Regions from separate parts of the Cricetulus griseus genome. Here region 1 is linked to region 2. A link is a contact called in public Hi-C data. All regions are on one chromosome and are shown on one strand. Each heading gives the region's core, a stretch centred on a gene start, on an enhancer-like site or on the middle of the called end of the contact. The rest is flanking DNA. Distances are from core to core; before and after follow the strand shown. Region 1 has its middle 42 kb from the start of Pkd2l1. Region 2 holds the start of LOC100750890 (stearoyl-CoA desaturase 2).

What was found. Hi-C and Micro-C count contacts between places; a contact is called where the count stands out from the background.
Region 1: a contact with region 2 is called in a Hi-C map of fibroblasts, with 3 times the contacts expected there. The contact joins the enhancer-like site here to the promoter of LOC100750890 in region 2. A contact is called at or near these places in 4 of 8 Hi-C or Micro-C datasets (the CHK-Q cell line, the CHL-YN cell line, the CHO-K1 cell line and 1 more).

Annotation. Positions count from the first base shown.
Region 1 is chr3:17,328,451-17,334,799 of CriGri-PICRH-1.0, reverse strand. No RefSeq gene overlaps it. Among named protein-coding and RNA genes, the nearest start is that of Pkd2l1, 42 kb to the left of the region's middle. Within about 2 kb of position 3,474, at least 6 of the 6 cell types and tissues checked have open chromatin away from gene starts, as enhancers often do. A contact at or near this core is called in the CHO-K1 cell line and fibroblasts, where this site is marked.
Region 2 is chr3:17,277,256-17,283,909 of CriGri-PICRH-1.0, reverse strand. It overlaps LOC100750890 (stearoyl-CoA desaturase 2), which reads left to right and starts at 4,127. Exons shown (of 6, transcript XM_027407237.2): 1 at 4,127-4,483; 2 at 4,991-5,273. The coding sequence starts at 4,460.

The sequences.
Region 1 (6,349 bases), core at 2,225-4,724, 52 kb before region 2:
ATGCCTGCAGGCCAGAAGAGGGCACCAGATCTCATATGGATGGTTGTGAGCCACCATGTGGTTGCTGGGAATTGAACTCAGGACCTCTGGAAGAGCAGTCAGTGCTGTTAACCTCTGAGCTAGCTATCTCTCCAGCCACGAGGCTTGCATTTTTAAATGTGGTTCAAAAGTTAAAATTCAAGGAGCTGGTTTATTTTCCTTATCTCAGAGAATCTTTTGTAAATGAAACTGTAGGGTGGTTTCACAAGGCACACTGTTTTGATTTAGGGATAAAGCAGGAGTGCCAAGCCACAAGGTCACAAGCATTCTGGCTTTTAAAAAGTATATTTGTTGTTGCAACATCAATGTTTGAGGTGTCCTATGGAAAAGAGCATAAACAGGCGATTAGCTGTTGTGTTGAAGATTCTTGACTCACAGTCAGCGAGAAGGCAAAGCAGATTCCAGATCCCAGAAGGGAAAGGCTTCTTTCCCTTCTGTGTCCCCATGATGTGACATGCTCTGCTCCACCGTGCCTTCCCTGATGAGATGGACCTCAGTGTCTGACACTTCCAGCCCCAATCACTCCTTCTTCCATTAAGTTGTTTCTAATAAAGTTGAGTTCTTTATTTGGTCAAATCAGTGTGGAAGTAGTTACGGAAACTTTTGTTTGCTCGCTTGCTTGCTTGTTTGAGACAGGGTCTCACTATGTATCTCAGGCTGGTCTTGAACTCACAGAGACCCATTGTCTCTACCTCCAGAGTGCCTGGATTCATTAGTGTATCTTCACATTAAACTACAGCTGGGTCTGACATTTGCTTGACTCTTTTCCAACAACAATACACTCTATTACTTTCTCAGTTCCTCAAGGACACCTTCTGCTGCTGGAAAGTCTCCCTGTACCTAGACAGTCAGTGCACAATGAAATGAAAACATCTCAGGGGTGTTTAGGTCTATCTCCACTACAGAACACGGTAAACGTCACATGAGGATGAGGTCACGTGAGTGTAAGTCCAGTCTTGAGACCTATATTAACATCCTATTATGCAGGCAGACTTATTTTGCTCATTAAATTTGGCACAAGGGACTCCAATAATAATCGCAAGGCACAAGAAATGCAGAGTGTGCCTTGGAGTTGCTAGAAACAAAAAGAACTTCTTCCTTGGGCCACAGCTCTGTCCCACTCTACTACACCCCCCAAGGCTTCTCTACCCAAGCTATAAAGGAGCAGGTGTGATGTGATGACTCGTGGTAGGTATGGGACCACATGAGGACCTGCTCAAAAAAACCCCAAGGGGTATTCATTCTGGACCATTTCTCAAAGGAAGCAGTTAAAGGAAAGTGAGTTATTTTACAATGCCAGCAGAGGGCGCAAGAATGCTCAAAGCACCACCTCTTATTTCTTAGCAAAATCTAAATGACCTAGAAGATACCACCCCATCCCCCCCGCCCCCCAGCACTTTTTTCCTTTAAATGGTATAGCCATTTAAAATGATGTGGAATCTCCACAATACAAAATTAGCCATTTTAATGTGGACATTCTATACAGACTATAATCTCATCCCCATACCACACTAGTCCTGACGTGCTTGCATTTCCCACAATCTGCTGGTCTGGATACACTGGTGGATACAGTCAGTGTACTATTGATAATCAGGTCAGAAACATGCCCTACTGGGATCCTAGGAGTTTTATCTTAGCAAGTTTCTTTCCTCCATCTTCCTTAAGACTTTTGTACAAGCTATAGCAACTGTAAATCATTTAGTTTTTTTCTAAAGTAATAATGACGGGGCTGGAGAGATGGCACAGAGGTTAAGAGCACTGGCTGCTCCTCCATAGGTCCTGACTTCAATTCCCAGCAACCACATGGTGGCTCCCAGCCATCTATTGTGGGATCTGATGCCCTCTCTGGCAAAAGGTTGTAGATGCAGATAGAGCACTCATATACATTAAATAAATAAATAAATCTATTTAAAAATAAGTAAAAATGAGAAAATTAAAGCAAATGAGTCTATGGTATGCTGTACACTCACACTGTTGTGGAGCCAACACACCTAGTTGCAAAACATTTTCCTCACTCCAAACAGACACTACCCCACCCAATCCCCACCCTTCTCCTCTCACCTCCCAAGCCCTTTCCCCACCCCTGGCAAAACTGATTTCCCTTTCTCTCTTAATTTAATGCAACATTTTACAGAAATAGAATCATACAAGACGTGAGCGCTACATCTGGCTCGCTTCTTTCAGGCATATTTTGAACATCTGTTGACAGCGCAGCACCAATCAGTACTCGATTCTTTATATTTTTCTCATTAGCATCCCATTGTATATGAATAGAACAGTGTCTTTATCCATTTCTCAGTGTGGCGGGCCTGGGAACTCCGGGGCATTCAGCGGCCTCTCCCTCGCCTGTGATGACAGATGGTCATCTGGCTTTACCTGGGTTCTGAAATTTGAAGTCAGGTCCTCAGTCCTATCTGGCAAGGATTTTATCCACTGAGCCACCTTCCCAGCACAGTTGAGCAGTCGCCTTTCCCCAGTTAACCGTTTCACAACCAAATTTGCATACATTCTAGTTTTTCTCTGTAAGAGGAACAGCCACAGTGGGAAAGAAAGGAGAGCCTCACACTTTTGGTCAAAGTGTAAACAGGTCCATTTCCTTTCCCAATGTCTATTTCCTAGTTCCTTGGAAATACAGGTGCATCCGTTTCTTCTCCTGGCTGTTAATAAAATACCGGGCAAAAGCAACTCAAGGAAGGAAGTTTTCCTTTTGGCTCACATGGGAAGGCTTGTCAGGGAGGTGCCCCAGCTCCACCAGCAGGGGCATGAGGTGACATTGTGTCAGTAGTCAGGAAACGCTTCTGCAGGCTGCCTGCGACTCTTTTTGCCTTTTTAAATTCAGTCCAGACGCCACCCAGCATGTGTCGAGATGCTACCCACATTCAGGGTGGCTCTCCCCCTCCTCAGTCGGCCCATTCGGACATACTCCAGAAATATCTCTTTGGTGATTCTCAATCCAGTCAAACCGACAACTAAATTTAATCACAATGAGAAAACTGAGGTGGCGAGTTTATTGGCCCTGTGTGTCCGGTGACAGACACTGCAGGATTGATTACTGGAGTATCTGCTTCCACCTGACTTGGGTGTGTAACAGGAGTGGAGCTGTGTGCTCTTCCGGTAATTCTTCAAGCCTTCTTGGGTCACCGACCTGTTTCCCACAGTGTCTGAACCACTCTTCAGACTCCTTACCCATGAAGTCGCCTAGCCTTTTCCTGTTGGAGGCTGTTTATAGGAGGTGGCAGCCTGTCCTCCAGAGTTACTAAGGCACTTTCGCCACGTCCACGCGTGGCTCTCCACAAAATTCTTTCCTAAAGCCCTCCACTGGACCTCACACAGAACCCCACTAGACTCCTACACAGCTGGGACCTGGGGCAGGAGACAGCATCAGCTGTGCTCAAACGCAGCGGGCAGACTCGCAGGTCGCGGGTGCTTGCTCAGGCACACGAAGCCCCGCCCCCGCTCCCACGCCCGTCTCTGCCCAGGCAGGCCAGCCGGCCCGGAGCCCAACGCCGGAGACAAAGGCGAGGCGAGCAGCCCCTCCCCGGGGTTACTCTCGGTCAGCACCGCCCCCGAGGTTACTCGCGTTCACTCGGCCCACAACACCCGACCCCGAGCAGCCAATCAGCAGCCGCGCTGCGGCTCTGCCCGCGCCCGCTCCAATCAGGAGGCGCCGCCCCTGCAGCCTGCAGCCTGCAGCCTGCACCCCGAAGTTGCCATCCTAGATGGAGGCGAGGGAGAGCTGCCCAGGGTAGCAGCTTGTCTTGTCTGTGGGAGAGAAACGCGGAGCAGTGGGCTCCGAGCCGCCGGCCCTGTCATGAGGCATAGGGCAATGGGGTTGGGCTTCAGGAGCTTGGGCATCAGCCTTACGTTTCTTCTCTGAGCTCCTACTTCTACCTTGTCCTGGCTGGTGTGACCATGACCAAGCCTTTTGATAACTCCATTTGACACCTTAAAAACTATCGAGTAGCCTCCTCAGAGGGTGAGGCTTCACCAAAATGAATCTCACAGAAATCATTCGGTATCTGCTCTCTATTCTTTTTTTTTTCTTGTTTTTTTTTTTTTTTTTTTTTTTGAATTAGAAACAAGATTGTTTTACGTGACAATCCCAGTTCCCTTCTCCCTCCGGTCCTCCCCTACCACCCCTCCTCCCAACTAAAACCCTACCTATCACATATCCTTTCTGCTCCCCCTGGAGGGTGAGGCCTTCCAGAGGGTGTCATCAGAGTCTATCTTATCCTTTGGGATAGGATAAGCCAACCCCAGTGTGTCTTGGCTCAGGGAGTATTCCTCTATGTGGAATGGACTCCCAAAGTCCACACCTATACTAGGGATAAATACTGGGCTTCTACAGGAGGTCCCATAGATTTCTGAGGTTTCCTCCCTGAAACCCATGTTCCTGGGGTCTGGATCAGTCCCATGCTGGTTTCCCAGCTATTGGTCTGGGGACCAACAGCTGTTCAGGTCAGCTGTTTCTTTGGGTTTCACCAGCCTGGTCTGGACCCCTTTGCTCATCACTCGTCCTTCTCTGCAACTGGGTTCCAGTTCAGATCAGTGATTAGTTGTGGGTGTCGGCTTCTACTTCCACCAGCTACTGGATGAGGGCTATCGGGTGGCGTATAAGTCAGTCATCAATCTCATTATCAGTGGAGGGCATTTAAGGTAGCCTCTCCTCTGTTGCTTAGATTGTTAGCTGGTGTCATCTTTGTAGATCTCCAGATATTTCCCTAGTGCCTGATTTCTCTGAAACCTAAAATGTCTCCCTCTATTATGGTATCTCCATTCTTGTTATCTTCTATTCTTCCCCTGACTCAACCTTTCTGCTCCCTCATGTCCTCCGCACTGCTCTCTATTCTTCTTCCATAGCCTGTCTCCTCCTTCAGTCTTTGGCTTCCTGCCTCTTTTACACAAAAACACCTCAAATTCTACAGAGGGCATCAAGAAGTTCCCAGAAGTCCCAGTGTGAGCCGGGTGTGGTGGCACACGCCTTTAATGCCAGCACTCAGTAGGTAGTGGATCTCTGAATTCGAGGGCAGTCTGGTCTTCACAGTGAGTTCCAGGACAGCCAGAGCTACAGAGAAAACCTGTTTCGAAACCCTGTTTTGAAATACAAAAACAAAACAAACAATCAAAAAAGTTCCAGTATGTTCTGAGGGCATAGACATAGGTAGTGGACCCAGGGGAACCAACGCCCTGGCAGTCCTTACCCCGCAGAGCCTGCCCGTTAACTAAGTATGGGGTGTGCATGCACACAGGTCAGTGTGTGTGTGTGTGTGTGTGTGTGTGTGTGTGTGTGTGTGTGGTGCTGCAGGGTTAGTATAGCATTCAGAGTTGGTGAGGCCAGTGCCATTATTTTTTCCCTGAGTTAGGAGCTTTTCTCTAGAGATGAGGGCTACAACTGAGTCCTTGGTTGAAAAATCATTGCTATTTATTCCCTCTCATGTTCCTGGGGGAATAGCTAGGCAGGTGGAGTTGTGAGTGGTCGCTGCTACCATGGCTTTCTCGTTCCCTCCTGTGTAATGTCCCCATTGCCCAACCACTCACCATGAGTCAGGGGTTCCTAGGGTTTGTATTGCTGAACTAGATACTGTTTTCTCAAATGAAATCTCAAGTGTTCCCATGCCCATAAGAGAGGTCCAATGGCCAGTGGAAGGAGACAAAGAGGAGAATAAAAAGGGGGGAGGAGAGAAAAATGGTGTTAGCATAGAGGACAGGAGATGGAGCTGAGTCAGTGACAATGGTTGGATAAGGTAACATCAGATAGTCTTTGATCAATGAGACCAGTGAGGAGCCCAGAAGTGTGACATGTATTAGCTTCTTTTCAAAAACTCTTTTATGTGTATGGGTGTTTTGCCTATATGTATGTCTGTGCACTACCTGAGTGCCTGTGCCCTCAGAGGGTGTAGAGTCCTTTGGAACTGGAGTTACAAATGCTTGTGAGCCACCATGTGGGTATTGGGAATTGAACCCGGGACCTTTGGAAGAGCAGCCAGCCAATGCTCTTAATCACTGAGCCATCTCTTCAGCCCCACTTAACATTTTCTCATGGGGAAAGACAGGAACAGGATGTGGTGTCATGTTATGTTAAGATCACATATGATGATGTATGCAATATCATATTGCTCTGACTTGGTCAGTGCCGGCTTTTTGGTTCCCTGCATTCTTCCACCCTCATCTCTGCCTGAGGCTACGTAGGCAAGCGGCGTCTGCACACTTTGCCCCTTTTGGCGGGGGATAAAGGTGTATGAAGAAATAAAGGACTTGGCCGTCTAGCGCCTTTAAATACACAGCTTTGAACAACAGCCTACGCAGTGTA
Region 2 (6,654 bases), core at 2,878-5,377:
TTTGCTTTCTCCACTCAGGCTCCAGTGCCCAGAGCCAACCAACATCCTGAACAAGGGCTCTTCAGTGGCTTACACTGCGGCACCTAATTCTAGGCACTTTGCGATCCAGAAATCCAACCACCCAGAGGACAAAGACCTTACTTAGCTGATGCCTTTGGATTGGAATTGTTCATGAAGGAAAGGAAGGGCAGGGAAAGGAAAGGGGAAGAATGAAGGAAGGGGAGGGGAGTGAAATGGGTAGAAGAGTGAATTAAAAGATCATTATTAATTCACATTCCTTATGGAGCTTATGGGAATAGCCTGACCTCATTCCACATTAGAAAATACTTACTTTGTATCTGGACATGATAGCGAATAACTGCTTACAGTAATTTTTATTCTTTTCTCTCACTGAGAAAGATGAGTTCACACTGTGATGAAAGGAATTTCTCTAGCAAGAGCTTTGCTGAGCTAGGATGAAGCCAGCTCACAGTCAAGTGTGTGGTTCTCTCTTCTTTATTCTCTTTGCCTAGCTAGTTCCTGCCATTGGCTTAGAAATGAGAGGTAGAAAATATGCCGCGGTGAGAGACCGACTGTAAGGTCCCAAAGTGATGCTAGACAAAAGACTCTCCATTCATCTGCTGTATCTCCACTCCCCACTCCCCACACCTAGAAAGTTCTAACACTTGCCACCCTGGTTGAGAAGTAAAGAAACAATACACACCTCGAAGGCACTTCTTTTCAAAACAACCTTTGCTATAATGCTCATCTATTGCTTAAAAGAGAATGGTCCTGGAAAAGATAATACAGGGGTAATATTTCAAATATCTGTTTACGATGTATTCAACAAGTTCAATGAACAAACGCCCACTGAAAGCCCACGTTGAGTCAGGTACTCAAATCTGACCTTCTTGGTAAATCCCAGTACAAATATCAGAAAAGCAGAGGGCTTAAAGAACACATGGCATGGAGAGCCAGCCTGGTAAACCATTGGGTGATTTAAAAACAAAGTCATAAAACAGTAAGGCCAACAGTGGGTAGGGGTTGGAGGGGCAGAATGCTCTAGGCGAAAGGAAAGGAATGTTCATAGGTTTAACAGTAAAATATCAAGGGGTTGAAGAGAAATGAGGACATTCAAGGGATATACATAAGCAGGGAAGGTACATGGTCCAGAGGGTCTCCAAAGTTATGGTAAGAAGTACATGCTTCATCCCAAGGCCAATAGGAATGCCTGTAATTAAAATTAACTTATTTATGTAAGTTGCCTACATGGGAGGTATTTTATTCTTATTCTCTTGAGTTGAAGGGTCAAAATTTAAAACTGCCATAACACCTTGTGTCCCTTTTCATACAGGGGTGTTACAAGCATACACATCTTCCAAGCATACACTGTGCATTGCCGTACCTAAACAGCTCTTGCCTGCATCACTGCAAACTTGACTGTGGACAAATGTTCATCACATATTACCAATAACTTTTAACTAGATGGTCACTTAATGCTTTGTGATGCCAAAGCCTGATGCTGCCCTCCTACCATTCCTTCCACACAGCTTTATTTTGTGCAGTCAAGGACTCCTGAAGGCATGAGATGAACGAGGCAGCATCGGACTGCGGACTGCTTGCTTATCAACAGTTCCATTGTTCCCACCTTCTTTCTTCCGGGAATTCATTCTCCCTAACTCAGCCCTTTTCTAGGCTCCCAGAGCTTTCTCCCCAGGGCAGCAACTTGTCTTGGAGAGAAATGTAGGACTCCTGTTCTACACTGTTGTCTTGGCAAGCCTCCTCTAGCTTTCTCTGATAGAAGATGAGTGCAACAGCAATTGGCTTAAGTAACATCGCCAACCAGCCCCAGGTATCCGCGCCAGCAGCACTGTGGACTGCAGGCTGAGAATGTGCAAGAGTAGGTCTCCCAGGTAGAGCAGTCTTCTGCAGCAATTAAGGCATCCCAAAGGAACCCTGCATCTTCTACCCTAAAGAGTGCAAGCAGTACTTTGAAATCTGAACTATAATGGTGAAACCTCACCGGTATTTGGAATGGGGGCTTGGAGGATGGATATTAGTGTCCTTACAAAAGAAACCCTACGGGCTGGAGATGAGGTTCAGTGGTTAAGCGTGCTTGCTATTCTTCCGGAGGACCAGAATTTGATTCTTAGCACCCATATTAAACTGCTCAACTCCAGCGGCAGGGGATCCACCACCTCTGGCTTTCCAAGTTCCTGCATTCACGTGTACACACTCACACACAATACGACCACACAACTAAAAGTAATAATAAATCTTAAAAAAAAAAATAGAAACCCCAGTGGCAGGCTTTAATGATCTCCCATGGAAGGCCTCACCATCCTTGGGGAGCAGGTGGGAGGTGGGTTGGGGGGGTGGAGAGGGGGCACGGGAGGATGGGAGGGAGAGGGAATGGGGGAATTGATATGCAAAATGATTGTTTCTAAATAAAAAGAAAGAAGAAAAAATAGAAACTCCACAGAGGCAAAGCTTACCTCCCCCAGCCCCCCACTGAAGACAGAGAAATAATGGCCACCTGTGAATCGGAGGCCCATGTTTGGCAGACATCAGACAGCTGGTGCTTTGATGTAGATGCTCAGCCTCCCAAACGGTGAGAAACCGATTTCTGATGTATAAGCCTCACAGTCTAAGGGAGTTTCTGTTGGCAGCCAAGGACACAGCCGGTAAAAGAACCAAGCCCATCAGCCATCACACAGACAACCCAAGGGGCAGTGGCACCTACAGATAAGTTCACTTCACACAGCACTTCTGGGCCAAGACAACTCAACTGCCATTTTCGAGAATCCCAATCAGCATTCCTAGCCAGCACTGGCCAGCGAGGCCAGGCCTGGAATGAAGGTGTCTTAATCACTAGCTAGAGAGCTGGCAAGCCCCTGAGAACCAGGAGGCAAAGGGTCTGTCTATCTTGCTCCCAGGAAATGCCTGCCACCTCTCTTCTTGAGTAGCCAATCTCTACCAAGTCCTTTCCTAGAGGAGGTGGGCAATGCGATGATAATGGGATGGCCTGTATATGGAAGCAGACTGCATAGCCTGCCAGGCTACACGCTCTCTTGATAGTTAACACTGACGCAGAGAAGATGGGGCCATGAAGGGTAGGTCTCTGTGTGAGATCAGAGCACCTAAGGGTGCAAGGGCCATAGGGTCCTAGGTAGGGGCCGAGAGCTCGGGCATCGGTTGGTTTCACATCGCTGTGCTCAGCCAGCTTCATCACTTACTCGCCAATCTATCTTATCTGTGTCTGTCACGTTCCTCCTGCTTAAAGTGGAAGGATGGAGTCCCCACTGCGCGGTCACAGTGAGGCTTGCAGCAGTCATTCAACACGCGTTCTCTATTCCTATTCCACATGCGAGTCCCTCGGCCTGCTGTTTCCTGGTCTTTTCCATAAAACTGCAGAATTCCAACCTGACAGTGCCACGTGCATTTGGAAGGCATGGGGATGGGGGTGGGATTGGATACTGCCGACTGACGGTGGCTGTGCCCTCGGACTGTGCACAGTGGCCTTAGTAACTGAGCCTGGTGTAAATGGGCAGGTCGCAGATCTATAAAAACTTGGTTATGGCACCAGAGCTCCGGGTATTATCTGGTAAGCACCCTGGAGCTGGTGGGCGAGGCAGAGCCATTGTTCCAGCAAGGTCTACAGAGGCGCCTGTTGGGGAGGGAGGCGGGCTTGCAGGCCCCTCTCAGTTTTGCTCTCTGTTGGTGGTAGCCATTTCCCCTCCCACGCGCCTCTGGAAATGCCAAGATCCGATGGAGTTATGAGTGGTCGTCGCTATCGTGGCTTCCCCAACTGTGCAACCTCTATGTACCTCGCCGGGTCTTCCTGGCCTGGAAGCCAACCCCCACTGCTGGATTGGGTCTTCTCTCCCAGAGAGAGCGCCGAAGCGCCCCCGTGGCGGGGTGGGGGCTGGGTGGAGGACCAGCGGGGGATGGGTGAGAAGCCTAGAGGCAGAAAAAGAAGGGAGGAGGGGAGGAGGAGTTGGAGGCAGAGGGAACAGCAGATTGTGCAGAGCCAATGAGAGCAGCAGGACGAGGTGGTACCAAATTCCCGTCGGCCAATGACTAGCCAGAGTTTACGAAAGCCTCATTAGCATCCCCCCTCCTCCTGACTGGGGATGGGACAATGCGGTGTTGGTGTCTGCAGTATTCTGACTCCTGGACACTGGTGGCTGCAAGCTGCGATTTTGGCGTCCTCTCGTTTCCTATCCTTATCTCCGCCCGCGGCTGCCTTGGCCAGCCAGCTTTTGATTTTGTATCTGGTCATTGATCAATAAAACGAACCTAAGGAAATATAGGACACGATTACCTCACTGCCAGCTCTGGCCCAGGGCTTGCACAGGGAGCTCAGGGTTTCTGCACCAGTGGGCTGCAGAAACTTGGTCATAGCACCCTCAGTCCCGAGGTCTGAAGCTCGCTGCACATTCTCATCCCTGGGAGCGTGACCCCAGCGCCCAACGCCAAGATGCCGGCCCACATACTGCAAGAGGTGAGCTCCCCTCAAATGACCCCTCTCTTTGAGGCTGGCGGGTGCAGATTGGACTTCTAGGTGGGTGGCTGGTTGGGGGGGGGTGGAGGGAGTTCAGAGCAGCTGGGAGCATTTAGCCATCATTTTCGAGTTTCTCTACCTTGCTTGAATGGTTGCTTCTTTACTGGGTGATAACACGATTTTTTACTCCGGGCAGTTCATTTCCCCCAACTTGTGTTTCTTAGTCTTTCAAGTGAAACCTGGCCCTCTTCGATTTCCTTTGTGGGTTGCTGAGGGTGCTGCTAATAAAACCTCTCTCCTGCCCCTTCAACATAAGGCTTATTCCTGCCAGTCTACGCATTCGGGGACCTTCCCCTTGTTCCATTTCGAGGTGCACTCCGCCGTCATGCAACCTTGACGCTGGGGTATGGCCGGTATTGCATCCTTCCCGCAGTTACAGTAGAGGGAAGTACCCCTTGCTGCCCCCACGCGTCTGCAGTCCTAATTCTCCACTCCCTCTCCTGGCAGATCTCTGGCTCTTACTCAACCACCACCACAATCACAGCGCCTCCCTCTGGGGGACAGCAGAATGGAGGAGAGAAGTTAGAAAAGAATCCTCACCACTGGGGAGCAGATGTTCGCCCTGAATTAAAAGATGACTTATATGACCCCAGCTACCAGGATGAGGAGGGGCCCCCGCCCAAGCTGGAGTACGTCTGGAGAAACATCATCCTCATGGCCCTGCTGCACTTGGGGGCCCTGTATGGGATCACACTGGTTCCGTCCTGCAGGCTCTACACCTGCCTCTTTGGTGAGCAGCTCCCCTCGTCTTGGGCCAGCACTTCGGGTTTCTCCTTGCTCTTAAAAAGGGTGACTTCTGACCCAAGGCAGCAGCCCTTTCTTTTTGGTTCCCGATGGAGCAAATGGGCTGGGAAAAGAGCCTAGTGGGATTAGCATGGGGGAACTTGAATTTTAAGAGTCTCTTAACATTGAAGCTGAGGCCACTGAACAGGGTTTTCTGTATGAGTCACTTGATGGCACCTGTCCCAGCCCTGCTGCCACAAAAGAAGCAGGCCCTGCCTAAAGGACTTTGGAACCAAGAATTAGAGCACCGGGCCTCATGGGCGGCAACCTGTTGAGCCCGGTGAGGGGGACAGAGACAGGGGATACTATTTAGGAGGAGAGAACCAAGGGGGTTATAAACACAACCGTTTGGACCTCTCTGCCTGGCCAGCCAGAGCAAGCTGGTTTGACCTGGAGGAAGGGAAAGCAGGATCCTGTTTAAACAGCTGCACAGGTGTATGGCCCCAGGGTTTGGCAGAAGCCAGTGAACAGACCATTTTTAGACTAGTGTTTCACCTTCTATTCTGCCTGCTGCTGCTCATCAGCGGTGCCCACGTCATGCTGTGGACCCTCCCCCAGCAAACACCACACCTAACACACGCCTCTTTGGCAGGCAGGCAGTAGAGGCTTGATCAGCTCCAACCTTCAGATGGTTGTGATTGTGAGTGTGCCACTAACTCAGCTCCACAGGGGTCCATAGGTACAGGTTGGTGGCCATGCTGCCCCCTGGATACACACATTCTTTGCAGGTGGTTTCACCTCTGAACCCTGAACCAGGAAGGGAGGAGCCATGAGCAAGGGGTTCTTCAACACAGTGGGAGGTTTTCTGGAGAGATTCTGAGTATAGGTACCAACAGCAGCTCTCTTGGAGGACAGTGTATGTATAGAAGGGCTGGTTGTCTTAAGTGTTAACTGCCTCTACCTCGGTCCTCCTAGGTCTTACAAGTGTTGAGACATAGTCCTCGAGAGTTTTCCAGGTTCCAAATATTCAACTCATAATCTTGACAACACACCTTTGTCAAGAGTAGGAAGGGAAACTTCTTTAGATTAGCTGTGTGTCCTGCCAGAGCTGAATAGACATCTTTGACAACACTGTGAGAGCCCTAATGGACAAGGTTCCCCCAACCCGTTTCTGAATTTAAAGCTATGAGATGTTATATACCCACTACTGGGGACACTTTTCTCTGGGAGACAGGGAAGGGGGTCTTAGTCTCCTGTGTGCTAGACTGAGAGGTGAACTGAAGAGGCTTAAGATTGCCTGGGTTCTTGTGTGGGCTCCATGTGTCCTGAGGTCCACCCTCCACTGTCATCCCCCTAAAAACATTGTCTGGGCTTTTGGATCCAATTTG